2 separate regions of the Mus musculus genome follow, and region 1 is linked to region 2. The links are chromatin contacts, called in public HiCAR-type maps. All regions are on one chromosome and are shown on one strand. Each heading gives the region's core, a stretch centred on a gene start, on an enhancer-like site or on the middle of the called end of the contact. The rest is flanking DNA. Distances are from core to core; before and after follow the strand shown. Region 1 overlaps Ptprd (protein tyrosine phosphatase, receptor type, D). Region 2 has its middle 11 kb from the start of Dmac1.

Evidence for each region. HiCAR-type assays count read pairs that join an accessible place to other places.
Region 1: a contact with region 2 is called in a HiCAR-type map of embryonic stem cells, with 6 times the contacts expected there. The contact joins two enhancer-like sites. A contact is called at or near these places in 1 of 39 promoter capture datasets (second pharyngeal arch cranial neural crest), 1 of 484 Hi-C or Micro-C datasets (embryonic stem cells), 1 of 115 datasets of contacts at active chromatin or transcription factors (embryonic stem cells) and 1 of 9 other capture datasets (embryonic stem cells).

What each region holds. Positions count from the first base shown.
Region 1 is chr4:76,011,818-76,016,999 of GRCm38.p6, forward strand. It overlaps Ptprd (protein tyrosine phosphatase, receptor type, D), which reads right to left. Exons shown (of 40, transcript NM_011211.4): 30 at 240-363. Among named protein-coding and RNA genes, the nearest start is that of Gm46893, 320 kb to the right of the region's middle. Within about 2 kb of position 3,509, at least 9 of the 459 cell types and tissues checked have an H3K27ac peak or open chromatin away from gene starts, as enhancers often do. A contact at or near this core is called in embryonic stem cells, where this site is marked.
Region 2 is chr4:75,264,801-75,269,885 of GRCm38.p6, forward strand. No RefSeq gene overlaps it. Among named protein-coding and RNA genes, the nearest start is that of Dmac1, 11 kb to the right of the region's middle. Within about 2 kb of position 2,416, at least 34 of the 459 cell types and tissues checked have an H3K27ac peak or open chromatin away from gene starts, as enhancers often do. A contact at or near this core is called in embryonic stem cells, where this site is marked.

The sequences.
Region 1 (5,182 bases), core at 2,259-4,758, 750 kb after region 2:
CACATAGAAACATCAGTAAATGATCAAGTCTTCATGGAGGGATGCGTCTGTGATTGTAGCAGAGACAAACTTTTCTTGTGAGTGATTCATTTATGTAAGAAAGTAAAGGTGCGAATACATTGAGCCTGGGTTGTAGACAATGTTTTCATAGATGGCTGCCAGTCCAGTCAATACTACATTCTCATGCAAATACTTAAATCGAGAAAACAACAATTTGAATAATGTATGCATTTTCTTACCTTCTATTGCTGATAAGAGAACCCGGGAGTGATCGTATGCAATGACATTTGCATATCTGTTCTTTGGTTTGTTTACTTCCAAGTTTGAGTGTTCCCATGTGAACTGCTGGCCAGGGTCAATTGACTGTAAGAAAACCAACAAACCAGTGCACACAACATCAGTACTGAAAAATTAAAAAGGCATTTATCAAGGCATTTATCACAGGAATAGCCACGATTTAAAAAGAAATTCCAAAGCCACACTTCATAAAGATGATTTTATCTGTGAAGCCAAACACTAACATAACCTGCACAGTGCACACTGGCCAATATCGTGAGAGTCATTAACTAGCACTAACATTGACACAAATGAAAAGCATCAACACAGAAGTTCTGTTAATATTGGAGCAGCGGGGAACTCTTACTTTTCCATTTCTTTCTCCACTGCTGGGGTTTACAAGTTATTTTAGGTCAATATTCCTTCTGGTGCTGTGAACAGAATTTGCCTAGAGTACTCCTGCCTTGTCTTTCCTGACTGGACCCATGCACACACTTGCGGATGACTGGCCTTTTCCCGGCTTGTTGCGCGCATGCCCTGCTTTTCACTCTCTACCCATGTGCTCCGGTCTTAATGAACACTTCTGATTTTACCTGTTTCCTTATAACATACCACAGCCAATGTCAGGGCAATGTGTACAATCCAAAGGATGACAGTGAGGAATAGACGCTAGTGAACACCATCACAGTGACAAAATAACTTGTGATGTCACAGAAGGAAGGATTGAATTGTTTTTTTCTTGACTATTATATTGTTTCCATGTATCAGTGTGTTTACAATGTTTACCTCCTTTTATCCCTTAGGATTTTTTTCTCATATTTTCTAATTTTCAACATTATTTGTGTAATGTCTTAGTTCAAGCAAAAGCAATCTACACTAAATACTGTGTGGAGGATATAAGATGAGTTTTGTAGGTAGCTCAACTATGATTTCAAAATTACATTCAGGCTTAATTGCTTAATTAAAAAGTTTTTAAAAAAGTTAAATAGTGGAAGAACAAGCTGCATCCAATAGGAAACTATATCCTATGAGAAGAAAATCTGGAGCTAACTGGAGAATTGTAATGGATACCAGGGCGTTATGTTTCAGAACCAATATAACTTAATTTTCTTAACCGTTAGGAGACAGCTCACTCGTTCCTCTCTCTTTCTCTCTATCTCTCTGTTTCTCTCTCCCTGCCACCCCCCTCTTTCTCTTCCTTCCCAGTTTGGCAGATGACAAAATGGAAGGAAAGTAAGTCTGACTGCTGAAGGTCTTCACTGACAAGAAGTGTGCTAACTGTTGCTTAGTAACCTAGTTAAACCTGTGTGAGCAACTGAGACATTTACATTCAAACCTAGACGAGGGAATCAAACTAACTACCAGTTGGTAGGTCCTATGACACAAGGCTGCCTGACTGTCCAGAATGCAAAAGGAAGGCGTCTTAGCCAGGACACATCTAAGCATGGCCATCCTTCCCTCCCAACTTATCATCCGGTGTCACTCTGGGACAATTACATAAGAAATCAAGTTTTAAAAACGAGGTTGGCTTCACATGGATGATAGGACAGATGGGACGCAGCTTACATTTATACTTGTTTTACACGGATCAAACAAACATTGATTAAATAATGCTGACTTGCCTTTGTGCAGCGTAGCACTCATCCATCTGTATCTATCTGTCTGACTGAACATTTAACAACACACGGCACAGGTCATTATTTTTGGAGCTTGTCAGAATGCTGAGAGCAGTAAACTCAGGAAAGAATAAATACCTAGCGCTGGCGAGATATACTAACATCTTTTATACTTAAAGGAAGAAAAAGGAAGGAAGAAAGAGAGCTGAAAAGTGCTTTGAAAATCACCTTCCCTTTATCCACCTTAGAAAGGCAGAGATCATAAATGAGTGAAGCTCTAATTCCCAAGCTCATTTGTTTTTTTTCCCTTTGTTGGTGTTGGTGATGATGTGAGAGCTTTGCTTCTATATCCTTAGGCCTCTCTTGTTCCAGTCTTTTAAAGGTGAAAGTCATGGCCAAGGTGGACAAAGAACAGCCTAGATGCTGGCTGGTAGGGAAGTTGATTTCCATTTCAACCTTATATATTTAGCTGGTCCACCCTGACCATGCAGCTTCCTATTAGAAATTAAGACTAGGTCACTGGAATAATTTAATATTCAGTGATTTTTTTTTCCTTAGAGCCAACTGCCTGCTTGTGTGTTCTTTTCTGTTCAAAGTCTCCCTTCCTTGTCTCCCTCTGTCAGCCTTCTTTGTAATGCTGATGCCTTCTTACCATTCACTTTCATTAGCACTTTCCTCAGCTAGGGTGGTGCCTAGGTCTCTGATTTGAAAGGTGAAAATATAGTATCTTTATTCAAACGAAAAGTTGATTGATGGGTTTTCATATTTCATAAACTCTACGAAATCCATATGCCACATTTCCACAGAATTCATAACTAAGAACGCCTTATTGTAATTATAATTAATTTCTCCATCCAGTCAATAGACCCTTGAACCTCACAACCCAGACAGTCACAACTTGACCAAGGTGACAAAGGGCTTTACATCCCAGCCTAGACTGCTACTCCTCACAATAGCTTCAAAGAAAGTCATTTTAATGCTAACAGACTTTCAACCCAGTTGCTTCTAAGATGGGTGGAACACACTAGATGCAAGGAAAACTTTGTGGGTAATTCAAAGACAGGCAAAGTCTCATTTAGATACTTGCCAATATCAAATAGTTGGTCTTAAAGTTCTAAATTTTTTTTTTATCAACTAGAACTTTGTCTTAAAATAAGTAAGTGAAAAAACATGCTGCATACAACAGATGAAGTTCTAATTATGTACTGCATTTTCATTAAAAAGCCACAATGAAAATGTGTGTCTATAAAACAGGGGTAATATTTGCTGTGTTAACTCATTTCATTTTCTAAAGCTCCTAGGCATGAGTATCGTGGTTATTGAGTTCTCTCACTCTGATGATTAAGGTGCACACAAGTTAGATGATTCCTTTATAATAAAATAGCTACTGCGTAGAAAACTCAAGTTTGCCAGGCTTCCTCCCCCCTCGCTAAGCCAAAGTTTACTTGATAGTTTCATACCCACCCCTCTCCTGGCTCTTAAATACAGTGCAAGGAAAGCTGGAAGCAGAACTCTGTGAGAACTGCTGACCTCTGTTTGTGATTCTAAGTACAGGACAGACTCCTCAGAAATTTGCACAACATCTTATAGTCCTTGAGTGGCACTCCCCGGGCATGACCCATTTTCCTAGTGCTAAGGTCATCACTTTAAAGCAACATTCTTTAATGGCTTCCTAAAACCCAACCCTTGGGCCAAAAGAAAAATATAATTTCCCATTTCAAAACACCACACAATCCGTAGTCATAAGTTCTCAGTGTTCCACTTCATCGTCCACATTATCCAAGGAGGGGAACAAAACCTCAAAACCTCAAAATATTTCTTTAGAAACTCATCAAAGGATTACCACAAAAACAGACTCATCCTGTTTTTTTTACATTTTCAAAAAAAATAACAAAAATTTAATTATAGAGGAGGACTAGACCAAGTTTATTACTAGCCAAACTATGGGCTAGACCATCTTTTTTAAAAAACAAACAAACAAACAAAAAACTATCCTGAACTTTCAATGACCTTAACATCCGGAGAAATCCTAGTTTTCCACATAGTAGTGTGGCTCACTCTCAGGAGCTCAAGTCCCTTTTGAGGTTAGATGAGCAGCCTGGAACTGTTAATTTCTGCAGAAAGTTGTTTCCTATCTATCTATCTATCTATCTATCTATCTATCTATCTATCTATCTATCTATCTATCTATCTATTTGTATTTATGTTTTCTCCCATCCACTGATTGGAAATGGCAAATGGATGTATGGATGTATCCACATGAATGGGAAACATGCTTATAAGTTAGGAAAGGCCTATATTTTCCACAGTTAGCAAGCGGTTGCAATTGCCACGAGAACATCCTTCCAAGAAAAGATTGTGAATTTAGTTGAAGCTAAAATTCCCTCATGAGCCAGATGTAAGATGAACTGGAAAGTGACAGCATTGTCTGAGAGACAAAGGGGAGGCAGCCATTTCTCAGCTCCGATTAGCTGCAGCAGGACATGCGGCTGTGTCCTCTCTGTTCCTTCTTATCATTTCCTTCCCCTGTGTGTCAAGTCTGTGCCCTCAGTTTTGTCTTGGCTCCCCTTATCCAATTAGTTATCAGTGCTCGTTGAGTCTTTCCTTGTAACAATATCTCTGAATCTAGGCTGCCATTACAGTGTGAAAAATCAAAACAGGATTTTACAAGATTACCAGTGTTAATCTATGGACACAGAAGCAGTCTCCCTTGAACAGTAGAAGAGACGTATACAATTCCCATATAAATTTATAAATGTACCACACTTGTTAAATGTCATGAAAACATGCTTCATTCAGGCAGACATTTTTTTTTCCAGCAGAAATTTGCTTTCAGGTAACAGAATTGAATCAAGACTTTATATTGAGCAATAATTAGATTTAAAATTTAGACTACATTTTGTAGCAAATACAAAACTTCATATATAAAGTATGATTTAATCCTTATATGTTTAGCAATCTGATATGTAGAGGAAGTAGAAAGGATTATGGGAGGTAATTGAGGTGACTCTCTCTGGTCAACACTTTCTCCTATACTCTGTCACAGCAGTACAGATACATCGCCAGTTTCCTTGATTTCCCTCCTAGAAGTATGTTTAAATGACCTTAACAGGCCATGGTATTAGTAAAATGAAGATAGTAGCAAAAGCCCTGGACAGTTGACTTCATGGCTGTGAAAGAGATTATTTTTAAGATATCTCCTCAAATAAGAGTTTGAGAAGAAATACAGCATTAAGATCTAGAAACTAACGATTCCAGAGATGTTGACCAACATGTTCCTGAATGTAGAC
Region 2 (5,085 bases), core at 1,166-3,665:
ATACAGGTAAATTGTTTAAGACCAAACACTCAACAGTCACTTATTCACAGTATTTTGACAATGATGTCTATATCACAATGTCTATATCATGCCGTTCACTTCAAAGAGAGACTGAGAACAGCATTACAGCCACATCAATTTTTTTCATATTTTTTTTTTTTTTTTTTAGTAAGAGATCAACAGATGAGCCAGGCAATAAGCCACTCATGGTTTGGGCTGCACTGAACTACACAAGTGTGTGTGTGTGTGTGTGTGTGTGTGTGTGTATAAGATGGACCTCATGAGTTGCTTGGGAAAGCAAGACAAAATACTTGATTAACATAAAAAAATTCTTGTTAGAGGCTGGTTGGCACTAGCTAATTGGAAACATTTCCTTTCTTATGATATGAACATTTGTACTGATTTAAATTTCAGTTTGTTTGTGTGAGCCAAAGATGTTTAAGTTGTCTCAGCCAAATGGCATTGCAAGAAAGCATTTTAACACTGGAGTTTAATAGTTGCTAATAAACATATAATGAAAGAAATGGTAATAAAATGTATTTTTATACCTGAAGATGGTTGTTTCCATGAAGTAAATGATGTTGGATTTGTCCCAATTTTTGGAAGTATTCTGTGAGTAGCGGCCATCATAATGATAAAGTCACTCTTGTGCTTTACATACAACTACACATTATTGTTAAAATACCTATAGGTATATTACTACATATCTCTATCCCAAGGAACAATGTACATTTTCTGTGGTTTGCTGTGCCTACTCATTGACAGCATATTTTTCTTCATTGACACTAGCTGTTATTCTAGACAGTGCTTGCAAAGTATGAAATGTTTAAATTAATTTGCATCACTAAGCTAAGCTATTACTGTGCAATTTGAAACTGAAGAAAGTATTCTTGGGGAATAGAAAGGGTACCCTACAGACATGCATATATATGTATATATATATATATATATATATATATATATATATATACACTCATCATCACCACTAATTCTAACTTCTCATATTGTTGAATGCATGGGTGGATCTGCTGGCCTAGAATACGTTTGATTTGCACACCTTAATTAGATCATAAAAGGGTCAAAAAAGTCCAACCCACTCCCCTTAAAGAATTATTTGGTTGGCCAAGTGCACTATAGAGTTCCTATAAAACACTGATGACCAGGGTGGGTGATGGGTCAAGAGTTTCTTGTTTTTCATGGCAGTTTTCAATGATTACTGAAGAGTGCTAATTGGGAGATTTGTGTCTCTTGTTTTCTCTTAGCTCCACTTGTCTCTGCAACCAAGGAGTAGATCTCCTTTTTGTTGTTGTTGTTTGTTTGTTTGTCTGTTTGTCTTTCTTTTTTTTTTAACAAACAATTATAGGGATAGAGAATCTTAGTGTTGAGAAGGAAACTAAGCAATTACATCATCTGATGACTTAACTTTTAATGGAAAAAAATTATGTTCTAAAATTGTATCTGACTTTCCCAACAGCATATTAAAGAAGGTTGGACTGTGGCTTCAGTCAGATGATCCTTTCAACATATTATGCTGAGTACAATCTTCAAAGGTAGGTCAGGTTCAGCTACATGTGAGAGCTAACTGAAGGAGAGCTAAGTAGGCTTTAGTATCAAGACTTCTGATTTAGTTCTAAATGTGGCAAATCTGAGACTTTGCATCTCCCATGAGTTCTGTCTGAGATAGTTCTAACATTTGAGAACAACTGACAAATACTAATGATACCAAAAGAAACAAGCAATTTCTCTTTGTTCTCACTCAGTGGTTCAGGCCTCTATGTACTAACTCAAAATACTTATTGAACAAAAAGTACTTTCCTGAGAAGCTGAGAATGGCAAGCATGAATATAACTCTAAGTCAATCCTTTTCTTCAGGATTTCATAATAAATGGGGTGGAGCAGATGTATAATCAGTTACCAGGCAACTGTTTCAATGAAATAAAAATCAATTCAAAATTAATGGTTGGGTATGAGTATTCATAAAGGTATGAGAGAAGACTCTTTAGCGAATGCTTCACTTCACGACAGAGGGGATATTTGACTGAGGTGTTGAAGGACAAGAAAGACCAAAGTTCTATCATAAAGAAATAAGCCATGCAAAAGGATTCAGAGGCTCCTCTTTTTGTAAGAAATAGCAACACCAAGATAAGGTGTCTAAAAGAGAAGTCAGGAAGCAGGAGTTGCTGAAGATAAAAGGATACACGGTCCATTAGTGAAAGGCATTTCATACTTGACAAGTTTCTGTGAGATACTGGTCTATTTAAGTTTTGGATAATTTTATACATGTATACAATAAAATAAGATATCCATGCCTCATTTTTTCCTTTTCAACTACCATGTCTCTCCAACACATCCCCTGTTAATCTCATAGAGTTTGGTTTTGTTTTATTTTTCTTTGATAGCCCGCTAGAACAGTTAAAGTTCCCCATACGTTTATGGGTGTGGTGCCATTTCCTGGAGCACAGGAAGCTCACCAGTGGTCACATTCTTCATAAAGAAGCAAAGAACAATTACTCCTCTTCCAGCAATTATCCACTGCTAACAGCTCCTCAGTAAGGGGCCTGATTGTCTCTGTTATCCTGAGCCTGTGGAACCTTAGTGTATTACGCAGTGAGAGGGCAGCTGCTCAGGAGAACTATTATCTCATCACATGACAGGAAAAAAAATCTTACCATTTCTTTTGAGAAAATATTCTGCAATGGAACCAGTACTCTCCACTGCAGACCAATCCTATAGCACAGAGACCTTTAGTGGATATCAGAGATCCAAATCATTAGTTACAACCCCCCCCCCAAAAAAAAAACCAAAAAACAAAAAACAAAAAAAAACAAAACCAAAACTAACCAACCAACCAACCAAACAAACAAACAAACAAAAAAACTCACCATGTGAACACAATAACTTAGTGCCCCAGGCAAGTCAGCATGGAGGTATCACTTAGGAAGTCCCTTAGACACAGAGTTTCATACTCAGTGGTCTCATCAGTAAGAGGATAAAGTGATTCAGCTCATGGAAGTACTGGCATAATGCTTTGCAAAAGGGAAGAATTCTAACATTTTTAATTCTTTACTGCACAGTGTAAAGGTTGATATAAAAAGGAGTAGGGCCAGACAGACGTGTCTAGAAAAGTCAAAGCAAGTGTGACTAGCAAGACTAGCCCAAACTCCAGAGATCTTGTCCTGAGACCAGCAGGAGTTAGGACTCTTCCCTCCTTGCTTTGGGGCTGCATGATCCAGTGCATTTCGTCTGTACAACCTTCAGTTCTGCCACCCTTGAGGTAGTCATGAAGCCTGGTGGGCAAATTACAGATTTAACTTCCTCATTTTCTATAAGGGCATGTCTAGCAAGCACCTGGAATTCCTCTTCATGCAAATGAAGCATTTGCAGTACCTCACTACTAGCTAATAATGTACTTACCTTGAAAACTCCCATGTGTCTGTTTTACTGAAAACCATCTGGAAAAAGCTTTTACTTCCCAGCACTCAAGCCAGCCAACATCCTGTGAACCTCTGATCCCACCCGCCTGGATAAGCTTCTTTCCTTCCAGCCCTGCCTGGTATGGAACTGTGCCTGGACACCCCAGGGCAGAAGCAGACCCAGGCTGGAAGAAAGGAGGAGGAGGAGGAGGAGGAGGAGGAGGAGGAGGAGGAGGAGGAGGAGGAGGAGGAGGAGAAGAAGGAGAAGAAGAAGAAGAAGAAGAAGAAGAAGAAGAAGAAGAAGAAGAAGAAGAAGAAGAAGAAGAAGAAGAAGAAGAAGAAGAAGAAGAAGAAGAAGAAGAAGAAGAAAGAGAGAAAGAAAAGAAGTTATCTAAGAGCCAGGCATGGTGTAAACACCAGTATTCTAAACATACAAGAGAAATATGACACTGTTCAAGCCTGCGGTCACTGTCACTACATCCTGATACTTACAATATATAATAGATTTGATCTAGCATACCCTCGACTATTGGTAGGTAGGAAGATAGCTCCTCAGGGACTATTTAATAGGCCTCCTAAGAGTAGAACGTAAAGAACAAAAAGAAGGTCTGCTCACAACCCTGAAGAAGCATGCATGGTTGAGCTAGCTGGTGACTCTAAAAGCAGGGTGTGAAGAACAAGAAATAGGAGATGAAGGCAGCTAAATCAGAACAGTTTCAAGGACAACACTACCATGAAACATGTACAACATAGTATTACTCTTTCAGGCAGCCAAATTTTCATTTTGAGTATGTTAACTTCTACATATATTCCTTCATCTAATAGACTTAGTTATGACAGACTCAATTTAGTGTAAAATGGCTACCAAGAAGAACATGTTCCTTCACTGGAGGTGTCCTTCCTGGGATAGGCACAATAAGGGAGAGAAATATAGCCTCCATGCATAAAATTGATCCTATTGCTTCTTAATGTGGTCCACTTTCTATTTTTAAAGGGTATGTTCTTGCTTCAGTACTTGTTCTAATTATACTCCTGACTTTATGATCTAATGCTGGGTTCAGATTCTATTGTTACTAGAGATCTCTATATAACATTATGACTTATGATAGAAAAATCACTTCAGATTCCCTGTATTCATTTTCTGTTGCTATGAAATAAACTACCACAGACTTAGCAAATTAAAACTATTGCTGCTGGAGAGATGGCTTAGGTATTAAAAGCACTGGGCACTCTTCTCAAAAACCCAGGTTTGATTCATAGCACCTACCTTGTGGTTCATAACCATTTGAAACTTAAGTTTCTGGTGATCTGATTCCTTCCTTTGGCCTCTGTATGCATCAGACAAACATGGTGCACAGATGTATACAGAAGCAAAATAACCATACACATTTAAGAAACAATTTATTGTAACAGCTTTGCAGGAATATTGTCTCACTATGAGTCTCACTAGATTAAGACTAGGATTTTGGCTGAGCTGTGGTTCTTGCTTCTCAAGATGTCCTCTTCCAAGTTGATTGTTGGTGACAGAAACTAAGTTCTTATAATAGTAGGGTTCAAGTTATTGCTTAACTTCTTTAGCTGTCTGCTAGAGATTACTCTTAACAACTTCAGATTGATTTAAGTTCCAAAATAGGGGGTCTCCAAGGGATTTCATGAGTATGTTTCCTTTCAT